Regions from separate parts of the Vulpes vulpes genome. Here region 1 is linked to region 2. The links are chromatin contacts, called in public Hi-C maps. All regions are on one chromosome and are shown on one strand. Each heading gives the region's core, a stretch centred on a gene start, on an enhancer-like site or on the middle of the called end of the contact. The rest is flanking DNA. Distances are from core to core; before and after follow the strand shown. Region 1 holds the start of RPS19BP1 (ribosomal protein S19 binding protein 1). Region 2 holds the start of TNRC6B (trinucleotide repeat containing adaptor 6B).

Region 1 (5,413 bases), core at 88-2,587, 430 kb before region 2:
ACACCCGGAGCTCACCAGGCCCTGCCACATGTCCTAAGACCCCAGCATCCAGCCCGCACCTGTCCCTCCCATTAGGTGGCATCATATCTCCAAGGATGCTCTCCTGGAAACAGCTCTGTTCTGGGCTCTGTTCCCTCTTTATCCTCCATCCTCAGCCAATTCAGCACTGCCGCTCATCAGCGCTCCCCGTCTTCACCACATCCCCGCCCCCCCCCCCAGCAATCATCCCCGCACCATCGTGGCCGCGCAGTCTACAGTGTCTCGCAACGGAAAGGCAGCCAGTGAGAGCGCATCTCTGCAGACAGCGCTCCCTGGTTTCTACCTGTACCACCTGGGCAGGTGCCCGTTTCTGCATCTGAGGAATGGGGGTAATGACAGCGCTGACCTCACAGGGTGATCGCTTCTTTTTGGGGGGGGGGGGTGATCGCTTCTTTATGCAGGATTTGGAACAGCATCTTTTCCAGGCTTCTGTCTTGCCAGTGCTCAAAGCCACGAACTTCTCCCAACCCTGCCTCGCGATCTTCTCGGGAGCTCTTCCCGTGGCTCACTCTCACACCTCCCTCAGGTTCGGCCTTAACCGTCGCGCGCGCACAGAGGTCTGATTTGGCTTTTGATCCTCCGGCCCGGCCGCCGCCCCCCGCCTTACTGCGCAGCCTGACTCTGATTTGGCTTTTGATCCTCCGGCCCCGCCGCCGCCCCCCGCCTTACTGCGCAGCCTGATTCGGAAGCTCTTCGCGGCTCCTCTCCCCACTCGGGCGGCGGCGCGGGCGGCCGGGACGACGTGCTTCGTCCGCGCCCGGAGCACCCCAGGCAATGCCCGGCGGCCTCTCGAGCTCAGCCTCCAGCGCCTCCTCCCCAGGGGCCGCCCCCTCCCCAGCTCACCGAGCGCGGACTTGGGCACCTTCCCCTTGGCCGAGTTCCGCAGTTTCTGGGCTTGGGTCGCCTTCGCCTTCCGGCCCCGCTTGGCCCGGGCCCCGCTAGGCTTGGCCTGGCCCGGGGCGCCCTGGGGGGCTGCAGGAGAAGGGAGAGACGGGCGGACCCGGCTGACGGGGCGCGCAAGTCTTCCGTCCCGCCCGCGCCACGTCTGGCTTGGAGCGTCCCGCACCCTCAGGGGTCCTGCCCGCCGCCCCCGCTGCCCCCGCTGCCCCTCCGCCCGCGCCGCGCGTCCCGGGCCAGGCCCGCCTCACCCTCCGGCGCCCCCAGCAGCTCCAGGCCCCGCCGCAGCAGGGCCGCCGACATGGCTGCACCTAGCTCCGCCCACACACTCAGGGTACTTCCGCCTTGGCCGCCCTCTTGGTCTCCGCGGAAACCCGAGCGGGAACAGAAGGTTCCGGAGCGAGTGGCCGGAAGTGCCCGCCTGCCTTAGGACGCCTGCGCGTGGAGTCGCCGCTTCACTACAGAGAGGAAATAGGGGCGGGTTCGGGGGCGGGGCCAACCTGCCGAAGGACGCATTTGTTGTCCAATCCCAACCCAGCCGGCCCCTGGCGCACAAGGCCACGCCCACTCCCGGGAGCGGTCGGTTACCCTCCCTGGCGGGTGGGTCCTGCGGCTCAGAGACCCGCGGCTTCGTGGTGCCCGAGGGTTTTTCTGCATTACCAAGTTTTTCGATAAAGCGAAGTGTACAGCCGGATTCTTTTTTCTCCAAACATCAACCGAAGCAGCATATCGCACAGGTCGAGTATGGTTGAGAATCCAGCTGTCTTCCATTAAGTCGGACATGAGAAGAGGTTTGCAAAAATGCAAAACCCTATCAGTGGTTCGCCGCCCGTGTTTGGAAGATACAACTATTTCATTAGAAATATTTCACATAAGGCCGGAAAAAAAGAGTATGTCTGACAATAAGGTCACCGGGCCACTGGGTCTCCCACAGCTCATTATTTATACCATGCAATGGGTTTGCTATTGACTTTTTTTTTTTTTTTTTGACTTTTATTTTTTTTAATTTATGTATGATAGTCACAGAGACAGAGAGGCAGAGACACAGGCAGGCTCCATGCACCGGGAGCCCAATGTGGGATTCGATCCCGGGTCTCCAGGATCGCGCCCTGGGCCAAAGGCAGGCGGTAAACCGCTGCGCCACCCAGAGATCCCTGCTATTGACTTTTAAAAAATGAATTAATATTTTTAAAAAGATTTTATTTATTTATTTATTTATTCATGAGAGACACACACACACACACAGAGAGGCAGAGACACAGGCAGAGGGAGAAGCAGGCTCCCCTGATGTGAGACTGATCCCAGGACCCCAGGATCACGACCTGAGCCCAAGGCAGACGCTTAACCACCGAGCCACCCAGGTGCCCCATGAATTAATACATTTTGTTAACTTATTAAATTTTAAAAATTAAAATTTTCTCAGTCTTAGTTTCTCATAGTGGTAAATATCAATAGGTATTTACACATGGAAAAACTCTCTGGGATCCTGAATTTTTTTTTTTTTTGAAAATTTTTTAAGAGTGTAAAGTCTCTTATTTTTTTTATTTATGATAGTCACAGAGAGAGAGAAGCAGGCTCCATGCACCAGGAGCCCGACGTGGGATTTGATCCCAGGTCTCCAGGATCGCGCCCTGGGCCAAAGGCAGGCGCTAAACCACTGCGCCACCCAGGGATCCCTGTAGAGTCTCTTAGACCAAGAAATTTGAGCCCAGAAATGACTCTTCTTACAGTGGGGAAGAACCTTGCCTTGTTCACAGCTCCACCCGCAGCTCCTAGCCCAGTACCTGGCATGCAGAAGGCACTCAAAAAATGAGTGGTGAATGACAAGAAGTATGATTTGAGGGCCTGCACTGTTGAGAGTGGGGCATAGAGATGACTCAGCTGGACCTGCTGGGCGGGCCTCACTGTCTGACGTCCATCAGCTAGTCCTCAGGGGAGAGAACACCAAAATAGATGTTAATAATAGCAAATAGTATGTCAAGGTGTCAAGGTACTGTTTACATTTTTTTTTTTTAAGATTCTACTTATTTATTCATGAGAGACACACACAGAGAGAGAGAGAGGCAGAGACACAGGCAGAGGGAGAAGCAGGCTCCCTGCAGGGAGGCCCATGTGGGACTCAATCCCAGAACTCTGGGATCACGGCCTGGGTCAAAGGCAGACGCTCAACCGCTGAGCCACCCAGGTGTCCCCTGTTTACATTTGTTAACTCATTTACCTCCCACCACCCAAAGGAACCTGTCCAGGTCTCTCTCTCTCTGTCCCACACACAGACACGTGTTGGTGTCTGAGCTGGAAATGAAGACATAGAGCCTGACCTGAGTGTGTGTGTGCTGTAACCTGCACCAGTGTCGAGGAGAATAGTGCTGTGCTGCGGGGTGGGGCCTGACAAGCCCACAGGATCAAGACATCTCTGAAGAAGAGGAGATGTACCTTCAGTGAGGGTACATTACCTGGGACAGGACTGGCACCAGAGGAGTGACCAAGGAAAGGTGTTTTTTTTTTTTTTTAAGGTTTTGTTTTTTGTTTTGTTTTGTTTTGTTTTGATGGAGAGAGAGCGAGCACAAGCAGGGGGAGTGGCAGGCAGAGGGAGAAGCAGACTCCCCACTGAGCAGGGAGCCTGATGTGGGGCTCCATCCCAAGACCCCAGAATCATGACCTGAGCCAAAGGCAGACATTTAATCGACTGAGCTACCCAGACACTCCAAGGTAGGGTGATCTAATTGGCAAAGGACTCCGTGAACTTGCCTTAAGGACCCTGTGTGTGTGTGTGTGGGGGGGGGGTGGTCATGGAACCGAGTTACGTTGTCAAAGATGCTCTTTTTATTTGTTTCTAAAAGAGTTAGATTGTTTTCTTATTATGTTTATAACTAATTGTCTTTTCCCCTTTCCCACCCATGCCCCACTGTAAACTCCACAAGGGCAGGAATCTTCGTTTTGTTCATAGTTCTCTCTCTAGCTCCTGGAACATGTAGTAAGCACTCCATAAATGTACAAATCAGACGGATGAAGGTTGAGTTTGGGAGGCCTGTGGGAGGCTAGGTAGGCATGGACAGGTGACTGTAGGATGTGTGAGTCTCTCAGGAGGGCAAAGGACGCCCCGCCCCCCGCCCCTGCCCCCCCCCCCCCCCCATCTGGGATGGTCAGCACAGGATCCCCAGGTGGAGGAGGCTTCGTATTCCAACGTCCCAGCGGACAGGGACGCCAGTCACTGCCTTCCTGCGGCGTCCTCAGCTCAACCTCTGGAGGGGCCAGGCGGCCTCGTGGCCACTAGGTGGCGCCGCAGGACAGCTTTCTTGCACCGCGCGCCTCAGCGATCCGGGTTGGGGTTCGGGGTAGGAGTGTGGGGTCAGAGCACCTTGGGCCCCAGCTGGCTCTTTGCACGCAGCACCGCGTGGCCGCGGCTTCTTGCAGTCCTTGCCTTGGCGGCCTTCCGAGCTGGAGCTACACACCCCTCCTGGGCCCGCGGAGCTCGAGCCACCGGGCTGGGCCGGGCTGCCGGCAGGGGAGCAGGGAGGAGGAGGAGGAGGAGGAAGAGGAGGTTGAGGTCTCCCTCTGAAAAGCGGTGTAAATGGCAGCAGGCTGGCACTCACTGCTGGGAAGGCCCCAATGACACTAGGCAGTCCCTTCGCAGAGAGTGCCTCAGTTTCCTAATCTGTTAAATGGGGTTTAGCTCCCTAAAACAGTGAGAGTGAGGAGCAGGTAAATTAATCTTGGTGAAGCACCCAGGACGGGCTGGAGGGTAAGCGCCCACTGCCTGTTTGCAGCGAGTATTACAGAGGTGCACCCCATTCTGGGCAGGAGGGAGGCTCCTAGGAGGTTGCTGCCTTCCTGTCCCCTGTCACCCACTTGCTCCATCCCTGTCTCCTTCCTGGCCTTCCTGGAACCAGCTTAATCTCACCAGGCCTCAGAGGGATCAAAGGCTCAGAGGGAAGCTGGGTGTTCTGCAAGGTCACACAGCACTTCAAGAGTAGAGGCAGGACTAGAACCTGGGTCTCTGAGTCCTGAGCAAGAGTGTGTATGTGAGTACATGAGTGTGTGCGTGTGTGTGTGTATGTGCAAGGGTGAGTCTGTTTTTGGGGGGACACCTGGCATCCTGTGCTTTGCTTTTGCTTCCCTCTCCCCATCTCTCTTCTGTCTCTGTGGCTCTGTCTCCTTGTCCTTCTCTCCGTGCCTTCGTCCTCCCTTGTCTGTCCCTGAGTCCTCCCTCTTTCCATCTCTCCCTCAGTCGTCCCCCCAGCCCCCAAGCTCCTGGCCTCTCTCCACCTTCAAATTGAAAACCCAAATTGGATTTTCCAATTGCCTTTCCGAGTGGTGATTGCCAGTCCCCACGTGTCCAGCCCTCCCTTGTCTGCGCCGCCTGCCCGGAGTTACTGCTGAGGCCTCTGCCTCTGCCTCTGCCTCCTGCCCTCTGTGGCTTTGAAGTGTGTTTACCTACGAGCTCCAGAAAGAATCCATTTCTGCCCTCTCTGGTTCT
Region 2 (4,966 bases), core at 2,120-4,619:
TAAGGCAGTGGGCACAGCAGATCCCCCGCCCCCATTCATTGACTTTACACTAGCCTGAGCAAGCCCCAGAGTCCTGTAACGGTGGTAATTTGTCATTTGCTGTAACAGGAATTTGAAGCCATCATCTACAATAAACATTTGGTTGATTTATTGGCCTCCTTCCCATAAGTATAGAAAGTAAGGACAGGTTCCACCCAAAGCTGCAGTTTTGAGCAGTGAGAGCTCTCAGAGTGCACATGTTAAACCACACCCCACTATTTGTGGGAAGAAGAAATCCACATGTGGGTCTATTCATGAGTCTGGGAAGATACTCTCTTTAACAGGAGTTGGCTCTAGTAGGGATTTAGGAGAGCTTATATTCTCTAAAACTTTCTATACTGTCTGAAATCTTTACTCAGTGTTACTTTTATTATTGGAAAAACAGTAATCTTATTTGAAAATTACTTTCCTATTCTCAAGTGGGCAAACACGACAGGGTTTCCAGCTTCCTGTTTTCTCCTGGAGAGGGAAAATACAATGAAGTGAAGGCCCTCACAAACAAAGATTATAGGAAAAACAGGCTTTGGCCATTCCTGGATAGTCCTCTGTTGCTCCCTGCCCACAGAGAACAAATATTACAGGTCACCACATGTCATCAGCCTCTTGGCCAGCTAACTGCATTTCACCCCTTAGTTCTCCTTGTAGATGTCACTTCTTCTGGGAAGCCATTTCTGTCCTGCCAAGCTTGAGTCCTGTGTTCTTCCCGTGTTCTTCCAAGCCATCTGCACTGTGATGATCTTTACCTTTTGGCCAACCCCACCAGACTTGAGGTCCCTGAAGTCAGAGGTTTTATTCATCTGTGTAGCCCTTGTACCTTAGGAAAGTGCTGACAGACTCAATAAACATTTACTGAATAATTATTTGTTTGGGGACCTTTATAATCAGAACAATATAAAGATGAAAAAGAAACCATTTCTTTTTTTTTTTTTTTTATGATAGTCACACAGAGAGAGAGAGAGAGAGAGAGACAGAGACACAGGCAGAGGGAGAAGCAGGCTCCATGCACCGAGAGCCCGACGTGGGATTCGATCCCGGGTCTCCAGGATCACGCCCTGGGCCAAAGGCAGGCGCCAAACCGCTGCGCCACCCAGGGATCCCGAAACCATTTCTTTTTTTTAAAAAATATTTTATTTATTCATTCATGACAGAGAGAGAGAGGGAGGCAGAGACATAGGTAGAGGGAGAAACAGGCTCCCTGCAGGGACCCCGATGTGGGTTTCGATCTCTGGACCAAGGATCAAGCCCTGAACCAAAGACAGATACTCAACCACTGAGAAACCCAGGTGTCCCAGAAACCATTTGTTTTCAAGGAACATACAACTAAGTTGGGGCAGACAGATGTGTCCAACAATTAACTATAAAACCAAGCACTGATTTATGGGTTAAAAGAGTTACAAAGAACCAATGTGAAGATAAGGAAGGTCTTGAATCCTGAATAGTCCTCATTCATTGTGTCTTCTGGTTCAGAAGCCCCATATTGGAATGCTGGTACGGGGTATGTGCCGGTAGTTATAAGGATTCAGGTTCTTTAGGACATTTAATTAGAATTTAACTCATGATCTTTCTTTTCTGTCCTTCTGCTGGCAGTTACCCTAGGAATACCTGCCATTTAATCTTAATTGATGTTTGTGAAATGCCTTGTCTTTCTCTGCCGAAAGTCTGTTCAGTGTTGAGCATTACAGTGTTACAGTGGTTGTTTTATTACTAAAGCAGTGCCAACGAGGTTACACAACAGCTTGAATCAGGAAGTAAAACAAGGGCGGTGATCCTACTGAAGCTACAGGGGATGGGGATTTGGGATGGTAAAATGTTAATTACCCGAGACGGAATGTGGGCTGGAGTCCAGAGCTGTGCTCCTGGAGATCATTTCTGTCCCAGAGGCTGGGGCTGGCTCTTTGGCAGTGGGTCCTTAGCATCCTGCCCTCCCCTGGCTGGAATGTTGGATTCACTTCTCTGAAAGCTGCCACAGAGAATCTAGTGGCGAGGAGCCAGAAGCACACGTCTTGCACTGCATCAGGGGCCACTCTGGAAGCTTCCCAGGAGCTGAAGGGCTGTTCCATTTGCATGTGATAAATTATTTATCTCTAAAGCAATTTATTCTTTATCTCTCTTTAGACTCTCATTCTCCTTGTTTCTGGCTCTCGAGGTCTCTCTCTCTCTCTCTCTCTCTCTCTCACCAAAGAGGGAGCTGGAAGATAGATGAGGGAGGGTTGAGGAGGTAGGCTTGGCACACAAGGATGGTAGAAATGTTCATTTATAAAGCTGAGAAAATAAACACAGAAGTAGATGGGCTTCTGGTCGGGAAACACCAAGATGGTTTGCTTTAGGGTGGGGAGGAACGGGTGCCAGGGAGAAGGCGGTGGCGGCAGTAACAACCTCTCCGTAACTTTAGTCTCCCACAATGTCACCTCCAGAGACTGACGGGGGAACTTGCATTCGGAATGAAACGTTTTTAAGACGTTGTGTTGGCAGGCAGGTAAGATGCGGGACGAAGGGAGAGGCGCCAGTGAAAAAGCGAAGGCTCTGGAACCAGCCTCCTAAGACCAATGCCAGGTTCACCAATTGCTTTCTATCTAGGTGACCTTGGGCAAGTGTCCTAATTCTCTTTAGAGCCTTCGTTTCTATCTGTAAAACCCACAGGTTCAAACAGATAATCCCTGTAAAGGACTGAGGAGACAGTCGTTGGCACAAAGGAGGCACAAAATAAACGACAGTCAGTATCATCGTCAGCTGCGGGCCAAACGACCAGAGTCCCCCAAACTCCCAAGCAAACAATTACCCGGAGCACGGAGCATCCAGGTCTGACTGACGCGCCTCCCGGCCCAATAAGGTACCGGGAAAGAACTCTGTGGAGTCGAACCAATGGCACCAGTCCTTGTTGTTGGACGGGGCTTCTGGCCGTTCCGCCAATAGCTTGAAGATGTGACTAAGGACTGACATTCTGACGGTCCAATGACGCACAACCAGCCCACACTCAGCACTTCGAAGGGGATAAATCAAGGAGCCGGCGCGTATAGATTCCGTTATTAGGCAATACTGGATGGAGAGAGGAGCTCAGGGGAGACAGCGCGAGGGCGAGGCACCCATGAGCTAAAAAAAGAAAAAAGACGATGGTTGCGCCAAGTGAGCTCGGCCGCCATCATGCTCTAGTTTCCCCTTCGCCTCTCCGGGTCCGCGACCAAGGAAGCGGCCTCTGGGATGCTGAGGGGGTGTGTCCCCGAATGATTGGCGCAGGCGGCTCAACCAATCGTAGCTCGTCAAACGGGAAGCGCTTGGCCAATGAGGGGCGACGGCAGCGGCGAGGACTCGGAGGGGCGGAACAGCAGCTTGATGGGCACAAGCGCCAGCCAGTGAGAGCCGGAAGCATCCTCCCTGCGGCCAATGGAGTGGGGCTCTGGGCGGGCTCCCGAGTGTTTGTGTTGTGGTTTTGGGGGAGGGAGGCGGAGGGGAAAGTTTGTTTATTTTGTTTTTAGTTTCTGGGGTCCCCGTGTTTCTGGGAAGTGAAGAGGGAGGGAGTGACCCCCCCGCGCCCCCTCAGTCCCCCTACTACGTCGCCTCCATAGCCTGCGGAGAAGCGGGGACCGCGCGCATCGCAGCGCATCGCAGCCTCACAGCGGAACGCCGCGCACTCGGAGCCGGCGCGGCTCGGCGGTGAGTGAGGACCGACGGCCACTGCCGCCCTTCCCCTCCCCCGCGCACCGCCCAGTCCGAGCGGAGCGGCCGGGTGGGCGAGGACGCCCGCGGGAGCGCGCGGCGCGGGCCGGCCTGTCAAGCTGAGGCGCAGCGTGTGCGTGTCCTCGCGAGTGAGCGCGCGCGGCGGGGACAGGGCCGGAGGGGGGGCGGGAGCGCGCGCGGGCCCCGGCGGGGGCGGCGGCGGCGGCGGCGGCGGCGGCGGCGTGGAGCTCGCGCTCCGTGGGGGCGGGCGTGCGGTGGGTTTGACCCCGGGTCGGGGAGGGACGCGGGCGACGTCCCGCGCGCAGGGCAGGGGCGCCCCGAATGGCGGGGCCGGCGGGCGGGCGCGCGCGGCTCTGGGCGTCACGCGCCGGCAGGTGTGAGCTGGGGGAGGGCTTCCGGGTGGGCTGGTCGAGTCGGGTTCGCTTCCCGTCGCTGGGCGGGGGGGCGCCTCCAGGGCGGGGAGGGGCTCCCGGTGGCGGCGGAGAGCGGGGGCCCTCGGAGGCGCGTCGGGCCCCCTGCCTGGCTGGGGGGCAGGTAGACGGAGGCGGCAGGCCCCCGAGCGCCCCGGTGGCTGCCTGCGCGGCACCGCGGGACCTGCGTGGCAGCGTGGACGCGTTCTCCTGATTAATCCGGGCCGGGGGAGTGGGTGTCGCGCCCCTCATCCCAGAGCCCTGCGGCGTGGCCACCTTCGAGAGGCTGTCCAGGCTTTCCACGAGGAAATGGGACGAGCCGGCGCCAGGAGTGTTTCCTGTCTCCCCCTGAGTTGGCATCCCTTGGGTCCAAACCAGTGGGTTTGTCAGCCCGCGGAGGGCCAGATACCCCAAAGTGGCCGAGGTCGCCCCGTAACCGTAGCTGCTTGTTGGGCATCTTAAGTAAGGACCAGCCCATCCTCAGTTCTCTAGGCAGAGTGTGCCGACCTCGGTCTCAAGATTCCTTGCTTCTTCGTGGGTCCTTTGGCTGTTTTATTACTCTTTAGCATCTATGCTAGAAATTGTGCGAGGAATAAGACGAATTTCAAGTTGGTCATTTGTATTACAGTCTACGCGAAATTATGCAACAAAATTGGCGAGAGGTATTTCTCCATAGTGAATAAAACGTCATTGGTTGCCTCCCCCCACCCCAGGAGTTAAGCGTATAGAAAGAAGGTGTATAAAAATCTCGCATCTTAGCATTTTGTGAAAGTTTAACAATAGAGGCTATTTCCTTCATAGTTGGGGGGACTTTCAGTGGACCATAGCTTCCTGTTGATTTG

What was found. A called contact is a pair of places that touch in the nucleus more often than the background predicts.
Region 1: a Hi-C map of skeletal muscle shows a contact between it and region 2, with 4 times the contacts expected there. The contact joins the promoter of RPS19BP1 here to the promoter of TNRC6B in region 2. A contact is called at or near these places in 2 of 3 Hi-C or Micro-C datasets (both in skeletal muscle).

What each region holds. Positions count from the first base shown.
Region 1 is chr16:55,804,590-55,810,002 of VulVul3, reverse strand. RPS19BP1 (ribosomal protein S19 binding protein 1) reads right to left here and starts at 1,337. Exons shown (of 4, transcript XM_026017387.2): 1 at 1,188-1,337; 2 at 883-1,011. The coding sequence starts at 1,239.
Region 2 is chr16:55,380,884-55,385,849 of VulVul3, reverse strand. TNRC6B (trinucleotide repeat containing adaptor 6B) reads left to right here and starts at 3,369. Exons shown (of 25, transcript XM_026017290.2): 1 at 3,369-3,690.